Linked DNA regions of Rattus norvegicus: region 2 is linked to region 1. Evidence: chromatin contacts called from public Hi-C data. All regions are on one chromosome and are shown on one strand. Each heading gives the region's core, a stretch centred on a gene start, on an enhancer-like site or on the middle of the called end of the contact. The rest is flanking DNA. Distances are from core to core; before and after follow the strand shown.

Region 1 (7,781 bases), core at 1,534-4,033:
AGTCACATCAAGGCAATGCTCCCACAGACCTGCCTGCAGACCAATATGGTTTGGGCGAGTTCTCAATTGAAATCCCCTCTGCACAGATGACTTGTGTCCCCTCTAGCTTGTGTCAAGGCGACAAGACACTAGCCCCAACAGTTATACACAAACCTAACACAGGTAGCTACAGAATTTAATCAGTCTTAAGGAATACTAAACAACTATTTAGTTGAGCTAGCAAGATGGCTCAGCAGTTAAAGGCACCTACTCAGTTTAAACCCTGGGAAAGAAAACACCAACTTCCAAGAGCTGTACTCTGACCTCCATGTTTGTCATGGTAAGTATAATAACTACGGAAACAAATAAACAAAAAATAAATGCAATAAAGAACATTCCTGGGGGTTCAGTGGTTAAGAGCACTGGTTGTTCTTTCAAAGGCCCAGATTTGATTCTCAACAGCCACAAGGCAGCTCACAACTGTTTGTAATTCCAGTCCCAGGGGAGCAGATAGCTGTCCTATTCTGGCTTCTGTGGGCGCCAGGCACAAGGTGGTAAACACACAGACATGCAGGTCAAATATTACAAACAAAACAATAACAACAACAAAACCTAGAGAAGCACTGTGGTGTGGTACTAAGAAAACACATGTAAACGCACTGACAGAGGTAGATAAACACACACTAACATGGAAGGGATTCTACCAGGGATATTGGCACATGTCGCCAATTCCAGTACTCCTTGAGGTAGGTGGATGGATAGCTATGAGTTTGAGGCTAGCCTGGTCAACCTAGTAAGTTCCAGGCCAGTCAGTGCAGCACAGTGAGAAACCTTGGGTGTGGAGAGAGGAGGTAATTAACTTAAATAAAATAAAAAACAAACAAATAAATGAAAAATATTTAAAGGAATTATTTTCTGTTCTACCTAATCTAGATTTTTTTTTTTGAGTTAAAAAGTGAAATGAACCTTCTGACCATGTGTAGTGGGAAAAGCCTATAATCTCAACATCCAGGAGGAGCCTGAGGCTGGAGAATAACAGTTTAGAGGATAGGCTAAGCTACATGAAGACCCTATCTCAAAAGCCTAAGCCTAAATAAAGTCTTCAAACTTACATTCTCACTAACTATTGTTACATACACTGCATTATCATTTACTTTGGAAATGAGGCATATTTTTTCCTCTATGAGCAGGAAGTAGCACAAGGTAACACCTTACAATGACCACAAAACCACTGTACATAATATTTTTAACTCTTAAAAAATGAGAACTGTTAAGTTCAGTACCGTGGCAATTTTATACTCAATAATTTTATATGCAATCATGGAATTAAAATGCAATGAATGAAAATTAAGCTTCTGTTTAATAGTCCAATTAATTTTCTTTGAAAGTTTCCTATTTCATAACGTACAGGAAGAGGTACATTTCTTAGCTAGTTCTGTTAAATGTGTCTTTTGTTGCTGTTGTTGTTGTTGTTGTTGCTGTTGTTGTTTTAGCTCCACAACTCATATCTTGTGTGAAGGACTCAATCAGAGCTTGGGAAATTCTTTCATTTTATGATCATGAAGTTAGTGACATGTCTTCATTTTTCTGTTCATTGTTTGAGGTAGAGCCTGAACAAATCCCCTCACTCACTTTCAAGTAGAAATAAAAGAGAACAATAGATTTTACAAGTTAAAGATGCAAGTTACATCCAGAACAGAAATGAATGGAGAGGAAAGGACATATACACAATACTATACCGGGCTCCTCTTCCAACAGCACCCCAAACACCTCAAACCCTGAAAGCTTCACAGCTTCTATGAGTCCTAAGACCAAACCGGAGGAGGTTTCAAATTCTTCCAGACCTCTAACTGCAACACCAACACTAACAGCTGGCTATAACGATTACAAAATACAGTGCAAGAAAACTGCTAACAGACGCTGGGCAAAATGTATTTCTGTCTTCCCAGGAAGGACGAGGGAGGAGGCAGATGAAGTAAAAATATGTTTAAGTGGGAAGATGACAATTTGGGGTGATACATGGTTACTGTGTCACACTTAAGACTGGGTAAGTATTAAAAAAAAAAAAACGGTCTGCCTACACCTCTCTTCCTTCTTCCTTCAGCACAGCTTCAGAGGTGGGGGAAGGATGGTCTCCAGAAAGCCAAAGAAAAGGTATCAGCACTCCCAAGCTAGTTGCACGGTCCAGCCTAACACTTAGATCAGAACTTCTGAAGTTGGACCGACAGTGGACTGGGAAGAGATGGCGGTCAAGACGACTCAGCTGAGTGAGGAGGTCCCCCTCTACCCCTCCGCCGCGGCCGGCGCGCTTACCTGCTGCACCCCGAGGAACTCATAGAAGTTCAACTGCACCTCCTCCACCAAGTCGAACAACTCCAGGTCTCCGCTCTCCCAGGCGCGCACCGGCCGCACGGCCACCAGCAGAAACAGAAGCAGCGGCCACAGCGGCCGCATCGAGGACGACACCAGCCCAGGACGCCGGGGAAGTCGCGCGGGTCCGAAGCCGGGAACCCACATATTGCTGGACTCCGAGAGAGCGGTCCGCAGCCACGCCATGCGCCGGCCGAGAGAGGGGACGTGGCGGGTGGCGCGGGCAGTGGGGACGGCGCCTGTCAGTCAGGAGCGCGGGCAGCCGCCCGGAAGCGGCCAGCCAGGCTGCCGGCTCCACGGAAGCACCAATAGACGCGGAGAAGGGGGCCGGGGAGCGGAGACCAGTCGCAGCCCGCTCTCCCTCTCCGGACCCTCGCCCCGGCCTAAGAACAGCTGGAGAGCCAGCGCCGGGAGCCAGGCTGCCTTGTGGGAGAGGCTTCCCCAGGCCTCAGCCTATCCCAGGCCTCGCTTCCGGTGACATCACGTCTCCTAGCAACTGCGGGGCGGGGCCGAGGCCGGAAGTAGGAACGCCAAGCACTCTGGATTCCGGCCTGGGAGAACAGCCTTTCCACGCTGGCTGAGGGAGGTTGACAATCTCAGACCTCCAGGGCCCAGAATGCCTCCTACCTGTAGGTTTTCTTCCCTATGCCTTCTATCTTGTTTTCCTATGTATTGATATTAAAAGCATATTTCAGGGTGGATGTATTTTATTGATTAAGGCTTCTGTTCCTGTGCATGTTTTTTTCTTTTTCTTTTTTTTCGGAGCTGGGGACCGAACCCAAGGCCTTGCGTTTGCTAGGCAAGCGCCCTACCACTGAGCTAAATCCCCAACTCCCCTGTGCATGTTTTTATTTAATCAGTAAAGATAGGATAAATTGAATTAATACCTAAAAGGCACAGATACACTCCAGTGTGGTTTGGGGGGGAGCGGGCACAAAAGGGAATTTAACCAAGAAAAAAAAATTATACTTCTAAATATGAATTAAGATTTGCGGGTAATAATCCGTGCAAATAAGCAGCCTGTAATTTCCAGGAATTCTGAAGCCCTCTTCTGGCTTCTGCAGGATCCTACACACACATGATACACATAAATCAAGCAAGCAAATACGCATACATATAAATAAATTTTAAAATATTCTTTTAAATCTGAAGTTTATTTCCTTAAAGTAAAACTAATTTTGGGCCTAGTGTTAACTCCTCGATGAAGACCACTTCTTGCTCTTGCAGAGGACCTGAGCTTTGTTCCCAGTACCCACATTGAGGTGGTTCACAGCCGCCTGTAATTTAGCTCCAGGTGATCCAACACCCTCTTCTAGCTTCCACAGGCACCTGTGCATGTGTCCATACACATAGGCAGACGTGTACATATGCATAGAAATTAAGAAATCTTTTTTTTTTAAAGACCTGTCATCTTTACCAAGTCTCTCTATATTGAAGCGGATGTTTCATTATTTGATGAGTGAAATTGTCAAAAATAATATGGTTACAAAAACTTTTTACCCAACATCTATCTTTCCCATATTTGATGATGTTATTCAGTGGCATGTTATTTGAAAGTGGTGTGATCTTGCCACAACTGTAGCAGTATTAGTATGAGCTTTAGCAGATAGGACTCTGTGTTGTCCAAGAACTCCAAAGACTTACTCCATTTTCAGGGAGTGTACCACTTCCTAAGGCCAGGCTGATACAGGAGTAGAGTTTCCTCTTTCTTCAATCCAGTGCTTTTCACAGGCATTGATCTTGAGGGTTCTTCCCATCCAGTTTGAATGATGCCTCCTTCTCCGAGACAATGTTCTTACTGCAATTCAAACTTGTCATTTTTTGTGTTAACTGTTAACACAGTTGAATAAATCCTTTGTCTGGGACTAAGGGCAGTTATCTGCTGTTTTCTTCCATGGTGACGTTTACTGATCCTAGGCATGGAGTGGCTGGCTTTAGCCTGCTCTGAGGGACTTTACACAGATAAAAAGAAAGCAGTGAAATGTTTGCTTTGAATCGTAAATGGACTAAGAGTACAAAGAAGTCCCAAACTTACAACCAGCAGTCCCACAAGACACCTGCTAAGTCTTGGATATTGCTTGACGTTCAGGAGCTGGGCTCAGAGTAACACCATCTACCAATATAAGGCATGTGACGGCTATGCCGAGTGTAACTCCACTATACCTGGATAAAATACAATCCAGAAGTGGAGGGCACACCTGAGTCCCGGATCCTGAGGCTGGACGACACAAGCTTTTGATTCAGATCTTGAGGCTGGAAAGCCGCACACCTTTGATCCAGATCTTGATCTTGAGACACACCTTTAATCTGGGCCATACCTGCTGGAGGATTACATAGGAGCGATGGAAGGAGGAAGGGTTCGTACTTCTTTGCCTGCTTGTGTTCACTTTGCCAGCACATCTGTTGGAGCCTACTTTTTCAGGATTCCAGCTTATACAGAAGACCAGCTGAACTACTTATCATTGTGGAACCAAGCAACTACTAGATTCTTGGCCTTCCTGTTCACAACTGGCTGTTGTTGGGTTAGTTAGTTAGTTAGTTCGTTCATTTGTTCGTTCGTTAGTTCTTAACTAGAAGGACTAGCCTACCTCAACTGCATGGGCATTATTCTTCACACTCAAAACCACTGCAAATGCTTCTGAAGTTACATGAAGAAGATCTCTAAGGCCAAGGAGATGAGTGCTTTTCTGGTTCTTGATCAAAAGTTCAAAGGAATCACAAACAGAAAGAAAGCAGCAGTCGACTGCATCTTAATAACTCTACATTCCAGTCACAATCCAGCTCATCTGTGACTGTGTAGAAGATGTCAGACACTCACCCAACTTGTCTAATTTCCATTTTAGTGGAAAATAAGCATCTACGCTGTCTATGGGAATTTTGTATAAAACTCTGGAATATGTGGTGGTTATTTTTAAGTGTAAGACATAACAAGAATAGGAAGTTTTGACCAATGATAAGGAAGAGGAAAAGAAGATTATAGAATCCCACAGATAAACCAGATGTTAAAGCTTTGAGATGACTATTTAAAATGACTTATTACAAAATAAAGCAATGGGTCATAAGATGGAGGAGGGGAAGGCGGGTAAAATATATAACAAGGTACAGAATTTTAACAGAATCAGTGGAAAAAATCCTGAAAATTATAATATATGAAATAAAGAACTCAGTAAAAGAGTTAACCTGCAAACAAGAGATTAGTGGGTTTGGGAAAGGTCAAGACAATAAAAATAACCAAACTGAAAGAAAAAGAATGGAGGAAGAACAGAATTTAAAAAACAGTTCAGGTGTGCAAAGAATAAACCTAGCATGTGTATAACAAACCTCAAAACACTTCCGGAGCAGAAGTGACATTTGAAGGAATAGTAGTTTTACAGAAGTGATGACAATCATAAAGACACAGAAGCAAAACGTCACTCAAAATGAATCACAGATCTAAATGGAAATGTTGAAAATTGAGAAGTCTTGGAAACAAAAACCCGGTGTTGGGGATTTAGCTCAGTGGTAGAGCACTTGCCTAGGAAGCGCAAGGCCCTGGGTTTGGTCCCCAGCTCCGGAAAAAAAAAAAAAAAGAACCAAAAAAAAAAAAAAAAACCGGAATAATATTAGTGGCCTTTAGCCAATGACTCCTTAGATATGACACCAACTGCAAACATGCTAAAAGATAAAATTACACAGAAATGATTACTTTTATATTACAACAATATCAAAGTTGATAGCTGGAATAATCCCAATCTAAACTCTAAATATTTGTCCTTATACTAAGAGATTACTGTAACTCTCACAGTTACTCTCAAAGAAACTTTTTTTTGTAACAAATACAGACCATTACAGAAAACTACAGCCATCAAAATGGGAGCTCAGCCTCAACTGACATCTGTAACACAACTCCTGCACTTAAGGCTCAGGGATCATTGGGGAACAGGGGAAGATTTAAGAGAAGAGAGATTGTGTCTGAACTGTATTATCCTGTGTCATCCTGAATATTGATTGTGTCATCCTTTATAAAAATGACACCAATAGACAAGCTAATGGGGTTGGGGGGAGCTCATAAGGCCTCAACCCTAGACAAACTACAAAGCTATAGGCAACTAAGGAATCTGGGAGCAAGAGAAACATCAATGCTCCACAATTAATGTATGAATTTTTCTTAAATGTGGTGTAGCTAAATAATATCATTATTATTCCCAACGGCATTATTTTTCAGCAATAAAAAGAAGTGAAGTGGGGCTGGAGAGATGGCTCAGGAGTTAAGAGCACTGACTGCTCTTCCAGAGGTTCTGAGTTCAATTCCTAGCAACTACATGATGGCTCACAACCATCTGTAATGGGATTCAATGCCTTCTTCTGGTGTGTCTGAAAACAGTTATACCATACTCATATAAATAAAATAAATAAATCTTAAAAAAAACTTTAAAAAAAGTGATGTGTTATGAACTCAGAAAATATGCCTAGTGAGAAAAAAAACTGTCAAAAATTATCATTTATTTTATGATTCTTTTTTTTGCAAAATGTCCAGAATAGATAAACTTAGAAAATAGATTAGTGGTTTGTTAGGGTTGACGGTAGGGGATGTTAGAGATTCACTATGAATGGATGCTAGCTTTCTTTTTCTTTCTTTTTTTTTTTTTTCTTTTCTTTTTTTCGGAGCTGGGGACCGAACCCAGGGCCTTGTGCTTGTTAGGCAAGCGCTCTACCGCTGAGCTAAATCCCCAACCCCGCTAGCTTTCTTTAATAGAGTTAAATTAGATAATGGTGACAGTCTGAACGCTTTGTCAGTATACTGAAACTGCTGCCTTGTCCTCTTTAAATGGGTTAATTATACATACATCAATTACATGGTGCTGAAACTGTGTCTAAAAAGAGACTGAGAGGGGCTTGGAGAGATGGCTCGGGGGGAGAACACACTGTTCTTGAGGGGACCTGAGTTTGGTTCCCGGCACCTATGTCAGGCAGCTCATTGTAACGTGAAACTGCATGAGTATTTTAAGCCTCAGATCCCACCCCTGAGTGATACACCCTCCAACAAGCCCATTCCTCTCAGTCCTTCCTGAACAGTTTCACCAATTGGGAACCAAATATTCAAACAGATGCGCTGAAGGGGTAGGGCATTGTTATCCAAGCCACCACATTCAAAAGCATCTATAACTCTGGCTTCCATGTGGACTTGTACCTGCGCGCGGGCGCGTGTACACACACACACACACACACACACACACACCACCACCACCACCACCACCACCACCACCACCACCATTTCTTTTATTTTTATTTCTTTTATTTTATTGGTTATTTTATTATTCACATTTCAAATGTTATCCCCCTTCCCAGTTTCCCCTCCACAAACCACATATCCATCCCCTCCCCCCTTCCCCTGCCTCTGTGAGGGTGCTCCCCGACCTGCCCACCCACTCCTGCCTCAGTGCCCTAGCATT
Region 2 (7,781 bases), core at 3,732-6,231, 220 kb after region 1:
CCGCCCAGTCTGCCTGGGATGCTACCATGGTGCCCTGTTGGAACTAGTACAGCTAAGGAAGTCTTGAACTGAACACATGTGAAAAAAAAAAGGAAGCAGCCTCTTTGATTTTTCTCCTGGTAAAGGATAAGGCTTTTCTTCCCTGCTACACCTTCATTCTTGCTTTTAATTTCTCTTTCTTCCTTTCTCTCTCTCCTTAAAAATATCCTAACAATGTAACGGACAGGCTGTACACAGAAGGAATTTGATACATCCGTCAGCATGAACTTGTCTCCACAGGTCTGAGCTTCCTTTTTACCCTTTTTCAGCTGAACCGTGGGTCATTCGAACTGACACCAAATCAATGCCCTTGGACGCTGAAGGTGTGATCTTTATAACTCTAACAGAGAGGGGGTGGGGGAGCCCTGCAATTGAGGACCTGTATTCATTGTCTATTTAATCTATTTAATAGAATTTGCTAGATGACTGACCATCTCCTGACTGTCACAGCTATTCACTGGTGATGGAGGTAAAAATGTTGTTTCAAGGGTAAACTTCCTTTTAACCATCTATTTTTAAAAAAGAAAAGTTGAAGTCACCTAGGCCGCTTGATGACTTTGAGGACACATTAGTGTTTTCGATCAGTGTTGAAATTCCAAAAACCAGAATTCAGCTCATTCTTTTGTCACTGGATGATGTTAGGATGCTCTGTTTCTTCCCAGAAGTCTGCCTTTGTCTATTGACAAATGACAGTAGTACATTCCCGTTTCCTTCTCACAAAACATTTCCTCATTCGTCTCTCGTAACTTTGGCACATGTGACTCAGACATTCCCTTCTAACTTAACTACTTTGCTGCAAAGCAAACACTCGGACACCTTCATTCTGGTGTTACCCTGCAGCCCTAAAGGGAAGAAATTATTTACTAATGTGCAGGGAATTTGTCTAAAAGAGGTTGCTGATTTTCTAGAGCGATTGGTTACAAAGACTTGACACTGAAAATAAGTAACATGCCCTTGCTCCTGGTGGTACAGGCCTTTAATCTCAGCCCTCAGGAGGCAGAGGCAGGCAGATCTTTGCAAGTTTGAGGCCAGCCTCATCTACAAAGTGAATCCAGGGCAGCCAGGGATACACAGACAAAAACCCTATCTTGAAAAACAAAGGAACAAAGAAACAAATATAACTTGATGTTCATGCATGTCCCTTCAGTTTTATAGTCGCCTTGCTCTCACCTTGGCAGTTAACACAACCATGGCAAGGTACCAGTGATGGTAGCTCTCACATTTCACTTCAGACACGCCAAAGATTTCTTGTCACTATCTTGACTATAGAATTCTCTATTTACAAAGTTTTCATGAAATTAGCGCCCTTCCTTTAGGACAGGCCTTGAGATGTTTCCTTTAAAAGAAAAAGAATCTTTCGGCAGCATAATTTGGCCTTTTGGAATCTTGGATCTAAGCTATTTAACTTTCCTTATTGTTCAATTTTGAAGTTTTTATACTTTATGTGTACTCATTTAAAAGGAGAAAATGGTACGAAATGGTGAAAATTGTATTTAAATGAAAATGGAGCCATTTACTATTTAATTTCAATATCTTAAATTAAAATTTCAAGGAGAAAAACCCAAAATGCTTGTGCAAAACCATAGTGATGGCTTTTCTGAGCTTTTCAGAGAACATTTTATCACGGGTTTCCACTTCCAGGACCTAGTTTCTTTGGGCTATATCAGGTCTCACTTTCCCTCCCATAGTGACTCTGACTCCATTGAACTGAATTTGAATTTTGTTCTCAAATCCACACTTACAGACTAAGCTAGACTATATCTAGCTTATTGAGAAAATTGTTATATACATTTAAGTAATTATTGTAGCAATGAGCATTTTAGAAGTTGAGATTTCCTTTTATATTTAACTGGGGTGGTGGTTGGGGGGGAAGCTTTACTATCTCCTTTTAACACTCAGATCACTGGAACTCTATAGCCTTGAGGGTACAAGCCTGACCATTAAAATCCCTAGTCCTACTGTGCCTTACCAAGTTAGACACTTAATACAATAAATGCATATGTGGGTAGGACCTATAAATTTTAGAAATAGCTTTTGACCTAAAATCTCCAAAGGTAATGTATAACTCGGTTAAATATTCTTTCCAACTGTCCAGTTGTGGTAAGGATGGTTTAAAAAAAAACAATAAATTCTATTTTCATTAGAGAATTTTTTTCAAGAGCTTATTATAATTATCAAAGAAACCATATTGGGAGTAATAAGCAAAATGGTTTCTGTTGTATGGGTAGCCTTTGGGTACCTGTTGTCATCTTCTCTAGCCATAGAGGATGAGCAGGTAGTTTGATGGGCAGGAGCCAAACAGATCCTTACTATCCTCTTTATCAAACCTGTAGATATCTTACAGACATTGATGCATATTGGTTTGATTTTCTGCCCACAGATGTCCAATGGACTCTTTAAAGAAACACCTTCTCTCGGCTTTCTCTGCACAAAAGCAAAAAGTACTTGCTTACCTAAAAATGGTTTCTAATTCATAAAGCTGACATAATGCAGGAATAAGGCCATGGGGGAAGGCTGACCACAGGAATCGTACTGAAGTCCTGGCCAGTTGTCTTTGCAATGGCAATGCAGTAGCCATCATTAAGATGTTAAAACAGCCTGTTCAAAGGATTCGGTGTACTCAGAAACTCTAAAACATTGTTTTAAAGGATACTTTTTAGTTCTTGAAATAACTTCTAGGTTCCTAAAAAGTAAAACAAACTTACCAGTACCTGGTACTTCAATATTTGTAACAATAAAGGCAAGGCACATGTTGGCATGAAGATGCTTGAGTATTGTTCTTTTTCTGCTCCCCAAACTCTTCTTTGAAAATGTCCTTTGAGGTCATATAGAGTCTATTGGCTTTGAGTCTGCAAAACTTTGTAAAGTTGAATGGAGTTTCAAGACTAATTTCTGCCATGGAAGCAAAAAATGTTTAAGTACTTACTTGCTCACTTTCAGAATGCTGTCCAGTTTTTCTAACAATATAAAATGTGTGGATTTCATGACTGTGACCAAGGAAGTCTACAGCATGTCGTTTAATAATCATGTTTTGCAAGGGCTGATCCAAGGCACATATGTTCATTAAATGAAATAAATACTCACCAAAGCGAAAAAAGGAAAAATTACCTATTGTAAGACAAACTAATTTTTAGCATGAAAAAAATCATGGTTTAAATGTTTCGGGAGAGCTAGAAATGTAGCCATTACTCGGGCCTATCCCATGAATATATTTAGACAGAAAAGACAAGTGCCCTGTAAATACTGACACACGGGCATGCAGAATGTGAGGACTATGAGGGGAAGTGAGCATTGTGAGCTGCCTAGCTTTTATGCCCACAAACTCACGACCATTTGCTCACTATTCTCTTCTGAACAGCCTTTTGAAAAGCCTGGGCTCACACATTTATCTTTTCATTTTTCATAGTAAACTATGATCAGAGCTATCAACTCAAATTCCATTAGCATGGTAACACTCAGTGGTCATAAATTATATCACAAAGAGGATGTTTCAGTGTTGTTAATATTAACATATACACGGATCTTCCCTGTAAAATAATCCCTGTGCAAATCAAGTATCTTGAAGTTTTTCAACTGTCTTGGGTGGGGGGAGGGTTAAAAAAGCAGCAGAGAATTAGGGAGGGGGAAAGAGGGCATAATTAATAGGTACTTGTTCCTTGAAAACCCTAGGGATACTTCTAAGCCTTTCATGCTGGTGAGTTCTCACCTAGAAAGGGGACTGCACGGGCTTTTTCAAAGCTTGGCTGAGCAGCGCTATTCAACTTGTTAGACGCTAAAGCATTCCATCTGCGTCCTGTTACTGTGAAGTGGGGTACTGTCCGATGTGACAACGTGACATACTGACATACTGACTTTATTCACTAGTAACAACCTTTCCCCCCCACAAATAAACACTTAAATTAGGAAAGACAAAAGTGTTTCAAGTTGAAACTGTCATTGCCCTGGGAGAGTAAAAGACAACTCTTGTTCTATGGCCGCTTTCTCCTTTCCAAAACTGGAATTTTTTTTTTTTTTTAGTTTTCAAACTCTTTTAATTAAAAAAAAAAGCCTAATGTATCTTACTTCGCGGTTTTCTTAACAAAGAACTATTCTTGTTCTCCTAAACCAACTTCGTAGAAAAAAAAGGAGGAAGTTAAACTTTATACAGGATTTTGTCTTTGAAGTTATGAGTATCTGAAAAAGTATTTCATTTACACTAAAGATCTTGCCATTCCTAACCGTACTTCAGATAAGTATCTCGTATATATTTACGAAGACTCTATTGAGCAATTAACGCCACGCACGTAGTAAGTTTAGGAGCACAAAATTTATATGACAGAATGCTTTCGAAAGGTATTTATTCACAGCAGCATAAAAATTTTTAATAATCCTGTCAAATACGTTCATGAATAATTTATTAATCTCCCAATTGTTAAGTACCGGGAGCGCGCACACGCGTTCTTTATGCCTGTGTCTCGTGCACACCACGCAGAAATCTTTTGCCATATTCCTGAAGTGACAAAGACAAGGTAAAACTTGTGTATTTAAGATGTCCTCAGTCTCACAAAAGGGCAGCGCTGTGGGTCAGGCTGGCGAGTTAATACACGCACTGAGTCTCCCGCTGTCCCGAAGCCCAGCTTTTAGCCACACTCGCGGCGGCCGGATTCCCGCGCCTCCGGGCACCAGGCCGGGTGGGGACAGAGCTGGTGCGGCCCCAGGTGAGCGCCAAGCCGGTCCAATGGGCATCTGCGGCCGCCGCGGCCGAGGCCAGCTACTCAGAGACCGAAGGAAAGGCCGCAGCGTCCCGACCGAGGCCGGCAGGGCGGCTGAAGCGAGAGGCCCAGCCGCCGCCCGAGCTTCCCCCCGAACCCTCCCGAACCTCCCCGAGCCACCGCCCGAACCTCCCCGAACCGTCCCGAGCCGTTGCCGAACCTCCCCGAGCCGCCCAGCGGCGGGTGCGCGCGCCCGATCAGCTGGGCGCGCGTCCCGAGTCACGTGGTGCGCATGTCGAAGGTCACGGCGCGCTCACAATGGAGCTCTCCGAGTATGTACAGAGAGGCATCCAGACGCTGGCGGATCCCGGTTCCTTTGACTCCAGCGCCTTCGCGCTTCTCCTCCGGGCGGCTTTCCAGAGCCTGCTGGACGCCCAGGCGGACGAGGCCGCGCTAGGTAAGCGGCTCGCCCGCCGCCGCGGCCTGGGCGGAGGGGCGCCGGGCAGAGCCGCCAGCCCGGCGCCTTGGGCATAGCTCCGGCCCGGGCAAGTCCCCGGGCTTCGCCCAGCTCTCGGCCGGACTGTGGGGACCCGAGTGGGCCCTGAGTGCCGCTGTGCCCCCGCAGGGCACCTACACGCGGCCAGCTCCACGCTCCTGGCCTGGTTTTCCTGCCCGTCTCTTTGTTCCTTTGTAAAGCCGCGTTCAACTCTTGTTTGTGGCCTAAATGTGTGGGGTTTTCAGCCTCCTTGGAGGCTGCGGCTGTTTTGACATTTGGACTTCAACTGGGGAGGTCCTATGATTCAGCCTCCCCCGGCTGGGCTAGAGGGGGTTGAAAGGGGGCTGTTTCCGAAGTAACGGCTGGGTCAAATAGCACTGACATTTTCCAACCTAGACAACACCTCCGGATCCTGTGATCACTCCAGCACAGGCGGTCAGTGTGTTAAGCCCAGAACCTTCATAATGTTTTGTTCTGCGGCGGTTACCAGGAAGAGAGACTTTTAAACGGCTGGTCGCAGAATGCAGTTGTCATAATGGATTAAGAGCATACTTTAAGACAAATCACTTCTAGATAATTTCCTCAAGTCCATCAACACATTCCAGAACTCCTTGGGTCCCCCGTCCCTCTAGTCATACTAGACACTTGGACAAAAAGTATGAAAGTGGAAGCTATTCTTCAAGCCAAAAGAAAAAAGAAAAATAGTAACCACCACCTGGGAGCTGTGTGTGTAGGGGTGGAGGGACTTGAAGATACTAATGAGGTTTTGACATTTCTGTTGTGCATGCTAATGTATGCCCTCCTGTCAAGTTTCCTTGATGTATTTATGTTCACGGAGCCAATTACTCTAAAATGTCATCTTTTGAAAGTTGTTCATTTTGAATTTTACACTGTGTAAACTACCTTCAGTTTCTCCTTTGCTTTTCAGTCCACCCAGCAACCACTACTCCCTTTGAGTTTTTTTTAAATATTAAGACGAAATAAAAGAAGATAATTGAAAAGAGATTGACAGCAGATTATTGATCTATTCTCTTTATTGTTTTGCAATTGACCTTGTTCCTCTCATCCATTTACAATTGAATTTTTGTTATATTTTCTAAAAGGGTAGTTTTACCAAAACTAAAATATTCCTCTTAGGAACAGGGGTCTAAAGAATTTGTAATCTTTAGCAATTACTTTATTTTAGATCACCCAGACTTGAAACATATCGACCCAGTGGTTTTAAAGCATTGTCATGGGGCAGCTGCAACTTACATACTGGAGGCAGGAAAGCACCGAGTTGACAAGTCTACTCTAAGGTACAGGCTTTATTTAAATACCCATTTACTTTTAAATGGTATCTTTGTGATTGTAATTTCCGTTTTTAAAGATAGAGACTAAACCTCGGTTTATTTCCCCAACCCCTCCAGCACTTATTTAGAAGACTGTAAATTTGACCGAGAGCGAATAGAACTGTTTTGCACGGAGTATCAGGTTACTTACTTTAAACTTTTAAATTAACAATTAGCCCCTCCTTTTTTTTCCTGCTGTTTGCAAAAATGTGTTTTCTTTCCTTTTCTTTCCCCTTCTCCAGAATAATAAGAATTCTCTAGAAATCCTACTGGGAAGGTAGGTACTGTATTAGGTGTCAAGCTGGGGCACTTTTCACTTGTGGGTAATGAATGGAGTGTATTGATGGGAAACAAAACAGGGCCAAAAAGTTTGGCATCCTGACCCAAAATAAAGGGCCATGGGGCAAGGGAACAATTGAACTTAAGCTAGTGTTTTCTTAAAAGTGGAGCCTGGCATAGTCTTAGTAGGCTGTTTTTACTTTTGCACTTGAAGATGAAGGTCAACAATCCTTAAGTTCACAGTGACCAATTAAGAGAGACACCATTGAGTAGATAGATATTGAAGGTTTTTCTGTGGATACAACAAAATCACCATTGTCTTTCAGTATAGGTAGAGCTCTCCCTCATATAACTGATGTTTCCTGGCGATTGGAATATCAGATAAAGGTAAAGATAACAAGCTCTTCTGTAGAGGGATTTGAGGGGCTTCCTTTAGGTTAAAGACTGTTGTTTTGTGTTGTTTTAGACCAACCAACTTCATAAGATGTGTCGACCTGGATATTTAGTGACCTTAAACGTAGAGGTATGTATAGATTTTTGTCTAAAAATTATGTGTAATAAATTTTTAATTTCCTTTCTATAAATAAACATGTTTTTTCTTCCATAGAACGCTGATTCCCAATCCTACCCAGAGATTAGTTTTAGCTGCAGCATGGAGCAGTTACAGGTACAGTATTAGGAGCTTTAACGCTCCTTTTAATGGGGGTTTGAAAACTGCTATGGAAACTTTAAAATATAATCTTCCCATCATCAGATAATGAAGGTTGGTTCAGGATTTAATGGCAAAGGGAGAATGGAAAACAGACATTTAACATGGACTTCACTTTTAAAAGTAATTTAGTAAGGTCTCCAGTAGCCTGTATTTGCTGGTTTCTGTAATTTAAAATGACTTTTTAATGTTCAAACTCAGCACACTTCATTTCATCATGCATCTGATTCAATAAA

The links. A called contact is a pair of places that touch in the nucleus more often than the background predicts.
Region 2: a Hi-C map of Schwann cells shows a contact between it and region 1, with 4 times the contacts expected there. The contact joins the promoter of Commd3 here to the promoter of Dnajc1 in region 1. A contact is called at or near these places in 6 of 12 Hi-C or Micro-C datasets (the A7r5 cell line, Schwann cells, frontal cortex and 3 more) and 1 of 1 datasets of contacts at active chromatin or transcription factors (oligodendrocytes).

The regions. Positions count from the first base shown.
Region 1 is chr17:86,017,649-86,025,429 of GRCr8, forward strand. It overlaps Dnajc1 (DnaJ heat shock protein family (Hsp40) member C1), which reads right to left and starts at 2,784. Exons shown (of 12, transcript NM_001400837.1): 1 at 2,293-2,784. The coding sequence starts at 2,535. It overlaps LOC134482756 (a long non-coding RNA gene), which reads right to left and starts at 2,286. Exons shown (of 2, transcript XR_010059278.1): 1 at 1-2,286.
Region 2 is chr17:86,230,882-86,238,662 of GRCr8, forward strand. Commd3 (COMM domain containing 3) reads left to right here and starts at 4,982. Exons shown (of 8, transcript NM_198732.3): 1 at 4,982-5,187; 2 at 6,413-6,524; 3 at 6,636-6,699; 4 at 6,800-6,834; 5 at 7,163-7,223; 6 at 7,303-7,359; 7 at 7,444-7,503. The coding sequence starts at 5,049. It overlaps LOC134482616 (a long non-coding RNA gene), which reads right to left and starts at 4,782. Exons shown (of 2, transcript XR_010059002.1): 1 at 4,629-4,782; 2 at 4,346-4,528.